Regions from separate parts of the Sus scrofa genome. Here all the other regions are linked to region 2. Evidence: chromatin contacts called from public promoter capture Hi-C data. All regions are on one chromosome and are shown on one strand. The core of a region is the stretch at or near the end of the contact, and the rest is flanking DNA. Distances in the headings are between cores, read along the strand shown.

What was found. Promoter capture Hi-C pulls out the DNA fragments that hold promoters and counts their contacts.
Region 1: a contact with region 2 is called in a promoter capture Hi-C map of fetal liver, with 2.8 times the contacts expected there. The contact joins the promoter of SNRNP70 here to the promoter of BCAT2 in region 2. A contact is called at or near these places in 3 of 5 promoter capture datasets (fetal liver and liver), 6 of 47 Hi-C or Micro-C datasets (embryonic fibroblasts, epiblast stem cells, fetal heart ventricle and 3 more) and 1 of 2 datasets of contacts at active chromatin or transcription factors (alveolar macrophages).
Region 3: a contact with region 2 is called in a promoter capture Hi-C map of fetal liver, with 2.3 times the contacts expected there. The contact joins the promoter of LHB here to the promoter of BCAT2 in region 2. A contact is called at or near these places in 2 of 5 promoter capture datasets (fetal liver and liver), 3 of 47 Hi-C or Micro-C datasets (embryonic fibroblasts, epiblast stem cells and fetal heart ventricle) and 1 of 2 datasets of contacts at active chromatin or transcription factors (alveolar macrophages).

The regions. Positions count from the first base shown.
Region 1 is chr6:54,286,612-54,290,596 of Sscrofa11.1, forward strand. SNRNP70 (U1 small nuclear ribonucleoprotein 70 kDa) reads left to right here and starts at 1,743. Exons shown (of 10, transcript XM_021094709.1): 1 at 1,743-1,965; 2 at 2,722-2,878. The coding sequence starts at 2,732. It also overlaps a transcript of NTF4 not described here.
Region 2 is chr6:54,121,025-54,124,958 of Sscrofa11.1, forward strand. It overlaps BCAT2 (branched-chain-amino-acid aminotransferase, mitochondrial), which reads right to left and starts at 2,424. Exons shown (of 10, transcript XM_021094703.1): 1 at 2,226-2,424. The coding sequence starts at 2,249. The region is part of intron 2 of LOC106510565 (a long non-coding RNA gene); the gene reads left to right.
Region 3 is chr6:54,262,975-54,266,530 of Sscrofa11.1, forward strand. LHB (luteinizing hormone beta polypeptide) reads right to left here and starts at 1,710. Exons shown (of 3, transcript NM_214080.1): 1 at 1,702-1,710; 2 at 1,202-1,369; 3 at 669-911. The coding sequence starts at 1,710. The coding sequence ends at 669. It overlaps RUVBL2 (RuvB like AAA ATPase 2), which reads left to right. Exons shown (of 15, transcript NM_001243867.1): 14 at 164-278; 15 at 407-518. The coding sequence ends at 432. It overlaps LOC110261017 (a long non-coding RNA gene), which reads left to right and starts at 1,866. Exons shown (of 2, transcript XR_002344720.1): 1 at 1,866-1,981.

The DNA.
Region 1 (3,985 bases), core at 493-2,992, 160 kb after region 2:
TTTGCCAGGAGAGATCTGGTAGCTGGCACCCTGACCAGGTGACTAACTCAGCATCATAATACCAGGACCATCTGACATCAGGCACTTCCAGATGTGATGAAATACCAGACATGATGCAATACAAAGTCTGCAGTATCACCCGAGTAATGTTCTTGCCAAAAATGTTCAATATCAGTCTATGAAAACCTTTAGACTCAATTTCCAGTTTATGGGCAAAATGGGGATAGTGGAATGAACTAAATTCCACGAGGAAATAATCAGACAAAGTCAGAATGCAGGACATAGGACTGCACACCAAACTCGGGGGAAAACAACAACATAACGCAGTGTGTGTGTGTGTGTGTGTGTGTGTGTGTGTGTGTGTGTGTGTGTCTATTCTATGTTAAAGAGGCGAGAGAGACATGATAACCAAATAAACGCGTGAACATTGACTGGCTCCTGTTTCAGATTAAGATAGAGTTCTCATGAGTCAACTGGGAAAATCTGAATAGGGGCTGGATAAACTTTCTAAGAGGTGAAAATAGCTGTGTTGTTGGGCAGAGGATGCCATTATTCTTAGGAGACATGCTGAAGCATTTAGAGGTGCAGTGTCTCAGCCATTTACTATCCAATGGTACTAAAAAAAAATACATTATTATTAGCTTTATTTTTCTTCAAACTTTTTATTTTGAAGTAATTTTAGAATTATGGAAAAGTTCCAAAAAATAGTGCAGAGTTCCCACATACATATACACAGAAAGCAAACGTGTCTATGTATACGTTATCTGTTTTTTAAGCCATGCCCATGGCATGTCGATGTGCCCTGGCCAGAGGTGGCACCTGCTCCACATCAGCAACCCAAGCCAATGCAGTAACAATGCTCATTCTTAACTTGCTGCGCCACGAGAGAACGCTTCAGGATATTTTTTTTAAGTAGCATGATATTAGCCATTTAAATTTTGTAGTAATTTCTGTAATTATTATCAAACAGGCAATTGAATCTATTCCCCAAACTTCAAATATTTTAACTTCTTACAGGTCTACAGGGCCCTAAATAATCCGCCAGCTCTCTGCTCTCTCAGCCAACATGAGATTCCCACTTTCCGCCCCAATTCAGGACCTTTGCACTTGCTGTTAAACCCGCCCAGATCTCCCTTCCATCAGTCTCCTTCTCCAGAAGGACCTAGTTCTAAAATAACCCCTCTATCCCCGCCCATTCCCGTACTCGGCCCTATTTTTCTTTACTGTGTTGGCCACCGTCCGAAATTTATCTTTTTAAGTGCCTTTATTGTCTCCCTCAGTACAATGTAAGCTCCAAAAAGGAAAAGACTTCGCTTCAGTCGCATGGTATATCGCCAGAGCCCAAACAACGCCACGCACACATTGGGCGCTCAATGAACAGTTACTGATTTCCTAGGTTAAGGAATCACACTGTTCACGTAGGAACTCTTTGCCAGGCGGCGGAAGGATATTTCAGTGTGAAAGACGTTACAGGCATGCGCGCAAGATCCGGGAAGTGTGTAAGAAAAGGCGTGGAGCATCAAGAGTCTCGCGGACAGAGGCAGTTGGAGCCCTGAGCGCGAGGTGAAAGGGGACCGCTTGGGGCGGAGCGCGCGTGCGCACTGTGACCTTCATCCCGCCGCGGCAAAGGAGTTTAAGGTGCCGGAAGGCGGGGTAGTGGCCTCGCGCGTGCGCAGTGCTCGCAGCGGCGCCAAGGTTCCTGTGTGTGGGTTGCACTTGACTCGCGCGGCGCGTGCGCAATAGGGTCGGCGGAGGGATTTGAGGCTGGTTCCACCCCTTGCCCCTGTCGCGAGCCGAGGCCGCGCGGGCTCGTGAGCTGTGGCCTGGTGCGCGCGCTGGGCGGGCGACAGAGACTGAGAGACGCGGTCGCCGTCTGAGTCGAAGCTAGAGCTAGAGTACCTGCTGCTGTGGGGCCGCCGCGAGCCCCTGGACCGTCGCCAGGCCGAGGAGGGCGCCGCGCGGCGGGTGAGTATGACTGAGTGGCCTTACCGGGTGCGGGGCCGCTACCCACAAGCCCCTGCGGTGGATCCCAGTCCCTTCCCCGGGGCCGGGCAGTCTTCCCGCGCCACCGCCACCACAGAACCTTTTTGCACGCCTTACCCAGAGTTCTCCGGTCACTTAGGCTTTTTCCATAGTCCCCCTCCCCCGCCCTCAGCGGTCACTTACCCACAGGCCTTTGCGCTGTGTTGCCTTTTTTCGTCCTCGCTTCCCTTCCGTCCTGGACCCTTACCCACAATCCACTTCGCCTGCGGGGCCTAGATCTATTACCCACAACCCCCTGGCTTGAGAGGTTTGCTGTTTATGACTGACCCCTTCTCCTGATCAGAGACCTCTTGCGGTCCTCCCCCTATAACCTTTTATCCAAGGTGCGGGACCACCAGCCGCCACGGCCCTAGACCTCCTTCCTCGGGATCCTTGATGCCCCACAAGCCCCCAGGGACCTTCAGCCCCGCAGTTCCTTGCTCAGGACTTCACTGCTCGGAAACCTGTTTTCAGTCTTTGTTTCTCTTCTCTTGCCCTCCCCCTCCCCTCCCGTTCACACAGCCCTCCCTCTAGAATCTGCTTGCCCCTGTGATTAAGGATCGATCGCGCTCTGTGTCCTTACAGGAGACTTTGAGATTTTTGTCCGTGTTTCTCTCTTTTCTTGGGAGGCAAGGGATTGATAGGGGCTTCATCTCCCCAGCCCACCCTAACATAAGATGGTCCTGCTTCTGCTCTCAGACTTGGCACGATGACCCAGTTCCTGCCGCCCAACCTTCTGGCCCTCTTTGCTCCCCGTGACCCCATCCCATACCTGCCACCCCTGGAGAAACTGCCACATGAAAAACACCACAATCAACCTTACTGTGGCATTGCGCCCTACATCCGAGAGTTTGAGGTGAGTTCACTGAAGAGGCTTGGAGTGGGCTGGATCGGGGAGTCTGGTCTCTGGCGATTTTCTAGCTGTGTGATTGAGGAAGGTGGCTTTTATCCTGTTTCCCTGTCTTAGATTGGTAACACAGCCCTTGTAGGGCTTTTGTGAAAATTCAGTAACTACCAGTTGAGGATTCAGACTCTCGAGTTAGGTAGTCCTTGGTGCGCCATTTATCGGTTGCGTGATGATCTTGGGCAAGAGGTGTATCCTCTAACTGCTGTGATTTTTTTCCCCCCCATGTTTAGCAAGGGAATATTAGTGTCTTTGATGTAATTTGATGGAGAATTGACTGTTTGTTTTTTTTTTTTTTTTAACGTTATGGGGCTTGACGCCAAGCAGTCAGTAAACATCAATTATTTCTTAACGTATAATGACCATTTTGGTCATTAATATGGTGAAATTTGTAAAGGGTTAGCACTTGGTGATTGGTGCATTGAAGACCACAGGCTTGAGAATTGCAGCTTTGTACCTGCAGGGTGAACAGAGATAAATGGCTTTGGCCCATGGGCCTCGGTTTTTTCATTTTCGAAATTGGGTTAACAACATCCACCTGTTGAGGTGCATCGGCGGACACCCGAGAAGTGCTGGCACACAGGAGTCAGAAGAAGAAAGTTCTGGCATCAGGTGGGAACGGGGAGGTGAAGGAAGTTGTGGAGCAGAAGTTTAGTACAGAGGTGACAGGAGGTTGGCTCTATAGTAGTATTTGCCAGCCTCGGTGAACCGGTATTTGGAAAATATGACTAGCCAGTTAAGTCAATGCAGTAGTTACAGGCTGGCGGCAGATGTGGTCATGTGACAGTTACTGTTTAATGAGTGCTCGCCGAGACCTTCAGGAACTACCCTGGCCCTCAGAAGGTGTCCAGTTGTTTGCCTCTGAGCACTGCACTGTCAGCTTCTTTTGCTTCAGGCCTGGTCCCAATTCTTATCTGTGATTAAGGACAAGTCTGCTGCAGAGTGGTGCTTTTGATAAACACAAGGATTATTTTCACTTTCTAGTATTTTTAGAGAAAGGCTACAAAGTTAAAAAAAAAACAAATCAAATTTCATTTGTTGAGTTCAACAGATATAAAG
Region 2 (3,934 bases), core at 1,174-3,673:
AACCTGACTAGTATCCATGAGGATGCGGGTTCGATCCCTGGCCTTGCACAGTGGGGTAAGGACCCGGCGTTGCTGTGGCTGTGGTGTAGGCCGGCAGCTGCACCTCTGATTTGACCCCTAGCCTGGGAACTTCCATATGCCACAGGTGTGGCCCTAAAAGAAAAGAAAAGAAAGTATGGAAGTCAAGATAAAGAGAAGCCAGGAGAGAGAGAACAGGGAAAAGGGGAGAAACAGACAAAGACCAGACTTGCGATGACAGCACAAATGCAAAAGAAGGAGACCGAGGGAAATGAGGAAAGATGGGGAGAGATGGAGCGATGCCAGCACCTGGAGGGAAACAGTCCCAGGGAGGCTTAGAGACTGAGATATCCAGGAGAAGCCGGGAGGAGAGGCAAGACCGCACACCCACAAGGCAGAGAGGAAAGCGCCAGGCACTGTTTTCAGATTATAAGCCTGCACTGGCCACAGAGACCCTGCCCCCTGGAAGAAGCGACCTTGTTCCTCCAGGAGCAAGGGTCTCACCTCAGCTCGGAGGTCATGAACCTGACTAGTATCCATGAGGATGCAGGTTATAATCCACCCCCTGATACCCCAAACCCTGGGGGATGGGGCCCAGAGGAGATCTCCGATGGTAAACGGGCTTTGGGGACAAAGAGTGTACAAGGATTGGGGCTGAATTAAGAAAAGAGAAATGGTTGGTGGAGTTCCCGTCGTGGTACAGTGGTTGGTGAATCCGACTGGGAACCATGAGGTTGCAGGTTCGATCCCTGGCCTTGCTCCGTGGGTTAAGGGTTCGGTGTTGCCATGAGCTGTGGTGTAGGTTGCAGACGTGTCTTGGATCCCGCATTGCTGTGGCTGTGGTGTAGGCCAGTGACTACAGCTCCGATTCGACCCCTAGCCTGGGAATCTCCATATGCCACAGAAGCGGCCCCAGAAAAGGCAAAAAGACAAAAAAAGAAAAGAAAAGAGAAATGGCTGGGGGAGGGGGTGGATATGCACAGGGCAGGACTCCAACATGCTGGAGCCTTCTTGTTAAAGCTCAGGACTGTCCTAACGTGGCCCAGGAAGGTCACCATTAAAGCCAAGGATTGTCTCTATCATAGCTTAGCTGTCCTTCACACTTCGGGACTGACCCCATTTTACAGCCCGGGAAAGGTCTCTATCATGAGCAGGGCTGTCCTTGTCCCAGCAAGGGACCATCTGGACCATAACCCGCACATGACCCAGTCAAAGCCCAGGACTGATCCCCATGACATGCAGAACTGACCCACCATAGCCGAGGTCTCACAAGAAACCAGGACTGTCCTATGACAGCCCAAGATTCTCCGCATCATCACCCAGACTGTCCCCATCGCTGCCCGGAACTGTCCCACCACAGCCCAGCAGTGTCACCATCAAAGCCTAGCCCGCCTCGGTGGCAGTCCGAGCCTGTCTCAGTCACTCTGAGAAAGTAAAAGTCTGCCCTGCTCTCCATCAGGCTGGGATAAGAGTCCCAGATAAAGTCAACTACAAAGTTAACAGAAACCACTTTTCCCACCGTCAGGCTGCAGCTGTCAAGGGTTGTAAAGACACCCCCCCCACACACACACACCAAGTTATTAGTATTGTATCCTTGTTTTCTAAAACCACGGACCGAAGCTCTGCTTGTTGCCATCCTGTCCGTAAGAACGGAGGGTCCCCTTCTCGCCTGGACGATCTCAGTCACTGACAGGGAGATGCTGCCTCGGTCCCCCACCACCACCCCCGGGTGGAGAGTTCCAGATGAGAGGTTTCAGGGACACATGAGACATCTATCTTTAGTTCCAAGAAAACAGGGCGCTGGATCCAATTCCCATGAGTGACCTGAGACTGAACCCTATGCCTTCCTCCTACCTCTACCCCTAGGGGTCCGAGGTCCTGGGCGTCTTAGCCCGGCTCCCCCACCGGCTGCCTATTCCCTCCTAACCCATCCCGCCACCCCAGCCCCACGGCTCTCTCCTTATAGGCTCCTCCTCCACGTTCCCCTCCGTGTGGCTCCCATCTGGGTCCCCTTCCCAACGTTGACCTCTCTCCCCCTCCCCGCCTGGAAGGCCTTGTGCTGCTTTCTCCGGGGCCTCCTCCTCCTCGGCGCCCCGCGGCGGAACCCGAGTGCGGGAGGAGCGGGTGCCACGCCGGAGAGGCCACGGGCGAGGGGTCCACCCGAAGTGCGCCTCCCCGCAGGGTCTCCCACCCGGCCGCGAACCCACCTGCCTCAAGGCGGCTGCAGCCATGGTCCGAGCGGCGGGGATCTGTGCCCGGCCCGGGTGCGGCGGGCGAGAAAGACGTTCCGGCTCCGCCCCGCTCACGCCCCCTCGCGTGGGATGACGGCCAGCCCAGCGCCCTAGGCTGCCCAGGCCTTCCCAGTTATAGGGCGCTGGAGGGGGAACTGGGCCCTGCTGCAGAGCGCATGCGCCGGAACCCGCGGGGGGCCGGGGGGGAACCCTCCTCCCCGCCCCCGCGCAAGAGCCAGCGTGCAACGGCTTCCAAACTGCGTTTTAATAGATCCAGAACTGTTCCGGGGCGCTAACAAAGGCCAGCAGCCCGAGATAAGAGAGGGGAAACGCAGGAAGCAGTGATCTTCACGCACCACGATTCTTGGGGAAAAGCAAACCCCGCTCTAAATATCGGTGGGAGCAGAGAGTACGGAAAAACGCGCGGGAAAAGGGAGGGGACTCCGAAGAGGGCGGCAGGTGTGGATGGAGCAGGAGCTTCCCTCTGGATACTCTATTTGAATACAGGTTTTTCTTTGCAACGAGAAGATAACGTGTGCATTCTTTGTAACTTTTAAAGAGAAACACCCACACTGTTCACCTTGCCTCCTACCACCTCTTTTCATCAGTGGTAAAATTTCAATCCCCCACTTCATCAGAGGGCTTCCGTGAGCAGCCCTTAGAATAGGATTTCCTGGTTTATGCCCCTTCGGGAGTGTCTCCCCAGCTTCAGGACCCCCAGAGGCAGAGTTAGACGATTACAGCCCCGCAGGGTCCCTCTAATCGCCAGCTGGTCAAACCCGCATCGGTGTCCCCTACGCCACGCCACGCGGTCACTGTGTCCCCCCGAACCTTCCAGGAGTTCCCCCAACTCCTGCATCGGGGTTACTTTGACACCAAAATATTGTTCCTCTTGTGTATTCAAACTCAGTCCCTGGTTCACTGCGTCTCCGTAATTCTACCCTGCGACACTATGCCCCCAAATTCTGTCCCGCAGCCTTAACAGTCACAGGCCCAGGTGGTCAAACCTGAACGCTCTCCAGCAAAGTGTCTCCGCCTTCCCTCCCTCCTCCCCAGCCCTCTTCCCCCCTCAACCTTGGCTGGAGCCTTAGCGGTGCCGCGCCCAGGCCAGTTGGTGATTGCTGCACACACACCCCCGCCGCGGCCAATCCGCAGCAGTGATGCAGCTCCACCTCCCAGCCTGGGGGCCCCCACCTCGAGGAAACTTGGTACCTCCCAGCCGGGGAGTCATGCCACTTAATTTCCTCCTACCTCCCCTTTAGTTTCCCAGTCCTCTAAATTCAGGCATCCAGACACCAGCTCTTCCTTCCTCGGACCCCGGATTTTCAACCCCCGGTTTTTTCTTCCTTCTCGACTTTTGGGGCTGGCCACCCTCCTACTCTGCTGGCAGAGAGGTCTAAACTCCTTTCCCCTAAGGGCCAAGAATAAACAGGGAGGCCTTTTTGCTTTACCTCCTTCATTATTTCCAAATTAGAGTTTGATTTACTCTCCCCTGCGGGCTTGTTTAATTACTGCTCGGTAGCAGCCGGCTGGCAATACTTTTCCCAGGAGCCCCCGGGTTGCTCCTGCCGCAAGGCCTTCTGGAAATCGTAATCCCTGGGGTCCAGGCCTCCAGTGGAAATGGGGGAGGGCAAGGATTAGGGTTTTTTGGTGGTTTTTTTTTTTGCCTTTTTCTAGAGCCACAC
Region 3 (3,556 bases), core at 460-2,959, 140 kb after region 2:
ATGCCGTGAAGTCCCTTTTACAGATGAGCACACCAGGGGTGGAGAGGTGGGGGCCGTGGCCGGGCGGTGGCCCTGCTGGGATTTGACCCCAGGCGACCTGGCCCCAGAGTCGTTGCTCCCGCCCCGGGGGGGCCCCCCCTCTGAGGTCTGGCACCCCCATCAGGGCACGGAGGTCCAGGTGGACGACATCAAGCGGGTCTACTCGCTCTTTCTGGACGAGTCACGATCCACGCAGTACATGAAGGAGTACCAGGATGCCTTCCTCTTCAACGAGCTCAGTGAGTATCGGCCCCGCCGCCCACCGCCGCCCGCCCGCCGGCCCGCAGAGGGAGGGGAGCCCGGCCTGGAGAGCTCGGGCCCTGCCCTCTGGGCCACACCGACCACCTGGCCTTCCTTCTCCCCACAGAAGGCGAGACCATGGACACCTCCTGAGCCCACGTCACCCTCTCCCCCACCTCCCCTGTTTTCTACCAGAGTTCTGACACCGTGACTTTGTATAAAATGGTTCCGAAACTGGGCCCACTGTGTGGGTGTGGGTGTAGGTGTGTACATACGCACGTGCTCACACGCCCCAGCCCCCAGAATAGACAACCCCAGAGTGCAGGTGGAGCAGCCTTTATTGGTGGGGGGGAGCATCTGTGGGCCTGGGAGGCTGAGGCCGGGAGTCCTTAGAGGAAGAGGAGGCCTGGGAGTAGGGGGCGGTCACAGGCCAAGGGTTGGGCTCTGGGACCCCCACAGTCAGAGCTGCTGAGGCGGCAGGGCCCGCAGTGACAGCTGAGAGCCACGGGGAAGGAGACCGTTGGGTCCACGCCAGGCGGGCAGCCAGGGAGGCGGATGGAGGCAAAGCTCAGCTCTCGGTAGGTGCACACCGGCTGGGGCACGGGTGGCAGGGCAGCCGGCAGCACCCGCACCTGTAGGGGGTGGGGGCGGGGCTTGGGTGTCTACCTGGGGCCCAGCCCTCCCCCAAGGTCCCCCCTCAGTACCCCACAGACCCCAGACTCAGGTGTCCAGGGGACCCTCTGTGTTCTCCCACCCACAGGCCCCACTCTGACTCCAACTCCCCAGCCTCTGCCTAGAGGGGCAGGCCACCCTGCCGTCCCGGTGCCACCTCCTGTCTTCTGTGGGCCTGGCCCTGAGTAATCCACCCGGATCTGTGGTGGAGGCGGCACCCGTCTGCAGGTGCCCACCCTGCATAGCTCACCATGCTGGGACAGTAGCCGGCACAGATGCTGGTGGTAAAGGTGATGCAGACAGGGCAAGCCTCATTCTCAGCAGCCAGGGTGGCGTTGATGGGCCGGCACAGAGGCCGCAGTGGCCCCCTGGATGCCCACACCCCGGCCACGCTCAGCAGCAGCCACAACAGCAGTCCCTGGGACAAGGCCAGTGCCTCAGGGCCAGCCTGAGACCTCCGCCCCCAGCCCTTTCCCCACCTCCACCCTCTGCATGTGACACTCAGGGACACAGCTCCTCCGCCTGACATCTGCCATTCAAGGATCTCCCCTCCCCCCCTCCCAGGGACCCTGGATACCCCAGCACCTCAGATGCCCACCCTCAGGCCCTGCCCCACCAGCTTCCCTCCTGCTGGCTGTCCACAGCCTTCGAGAGAGAGGCCTCCTTCACCGGGTCACAGGACTTTCCCTCTTCCTGCCAGCTGAGGGCTGCATGGAGTCACCGGGTGCCGCGGGTTCCCAACAGTCTTACCTGGAGCATCTCCATCCTTGGTGTCTCCAAGCCGTGTTTACCTGGTCTTATACCTGCAGGCTGTGGGGGCGGCAAGGCCACTGGAAGTGGGGTAACCTGGACACTAATCTTCCCCGGGGGCTGAGAAGCAGGCAAGGTCAGGGAGGTGCATCAGTGGCTCAGCGATGCACCCCATCCGCCCACCTGAGCGCTCCCTCGCCAAGCAGCAGAAGACGGCCAAGTTGAGGGTGACTTCACAGACTGGTGCTAAAGAGATCGCGATGGGGGCACAAGAAATAAGGTATAGAAAGCCCTCAGCTGCGCCCCTTGCTCTGCAGATCCCCCTCTGCTCATCCTGAGGGAGGCTGAGGCTGGAGCAGCGCCCCTCTGACAACCCTCGAATGGTGATTGGCTGAAGCCTCTACCCTGCTCCACCCGTCCTGGGCTGAGTCTAACCTCTTAGGAGGCGCCTGTATTCATTATTGGATTCTGTGCCCGGAGGTGAGGGGTCTACCCGCGCCCAGATGCGCCGTGCCTCCACGGTGAATTCGGCCAGACCCCCACCTCCCCCGCGCTCAAGCCCTCGAAAGCCCGGATGCTTGAACCAAACCCAGCAAAGAGCGTGGTTTAGGGTATTTAACTCAGTCACTAAGATAAGCTCTGCCGCAGAGGGCGCGGCCCTCCTGATCCCCACAGCCCCAGAGTACAGGTTCCAGGTTCAGTCCCGCCCCTGCAACTGAGTGGGCCAGGGGCTCAGTGGGCGGGTCCCGAACGCTGTCCCCTCCCCACGTGGAGGGCGGGGTTCGCGATCTTGACCCCGCCCAGTGTGGCCCCAGTAGCGGCGAGCCAGGCTCGGCTCCGCCTCCGCTTGGGGCCGGGTATGGGGCCCGGCCGGCCCCGCCCGCTCAGACGAGCGCCGGCTTCAAGCTGCCGTAGTTGGAGTTCTCGGTGCCGTAGGCTTGCGGCACGCTGTAAATGCCTGACACGGGCTTCCAGTGGGGGCCTCCCCAAGGGAGCTCCAGCGGGCAGAAACGGTCGAGCCGGCGGAGTGGGTGCAGCGGGGGGCCGTAGGATTCCTGAGCCAGAGACTGCGCCCCGCGGTGCGGCACGACGGGCATCACTGGGCGGGCGCGGGGCACGCGGGTTTTCGGCGGCCCGGGTGGCCAAGAGGAATACGGATAGGACGGCTGCTTTGGGCCGTGGCCCCAGGCCTGGGGCGTCTCCTTCAAGCTCCAGTATGTCAGCGAGTCCTTGCGAGGGTATCCTGACAACTCCTTCCTGTTGGGAGTGGGGGTGGAGGCAGGATGGGTAGGGCACAGCTGGATCCTCTGGACCAGGCTGAGGTTTAGACCTCGGGTCCTGAGGAGGCTGCTGAACTTCTGCGATGCGAGGCTAGGATACATTTGTAGGGATTGGGGACTCTTTAGAAAGCATGAGGCTGCGGACTCCTAGCCTAGATTCCTGGGTCCTCGAGGTATTCAAGGACCTGAAATCTGGGACTTTCGCATCCTTGAAAGAAGTATCTGGGGACCCAAATACCAAACGAGGCCCTCCCTAGACCCTGAGGGCCACACCCCCAGATCCCAAACTCCCTCTTGGGCCCTTTTTGTTCCTGAGAGTTGACACTAAGGATCCTAGGGCTCTAAAAGAGATAGGGGCAGAGGTCCGAACTTCTGAGTGTGCAGGAGCCGAAAGTGGAGACTACTGAGTCAGAGAAGGGGAGTCCACACCAGGCGGCCCGGCGGCCCACTAGCCTAGGCGCGGGGGGGGGGGCTGTGCAGGGGATGGTCCCAAGTGAGGACCTAGGCTCACTTCGAGTAGGTTCGGAAGTCCCGGGCCGAAGTGGTCATATAGAGCTGATGGCAGTCCAGGATGC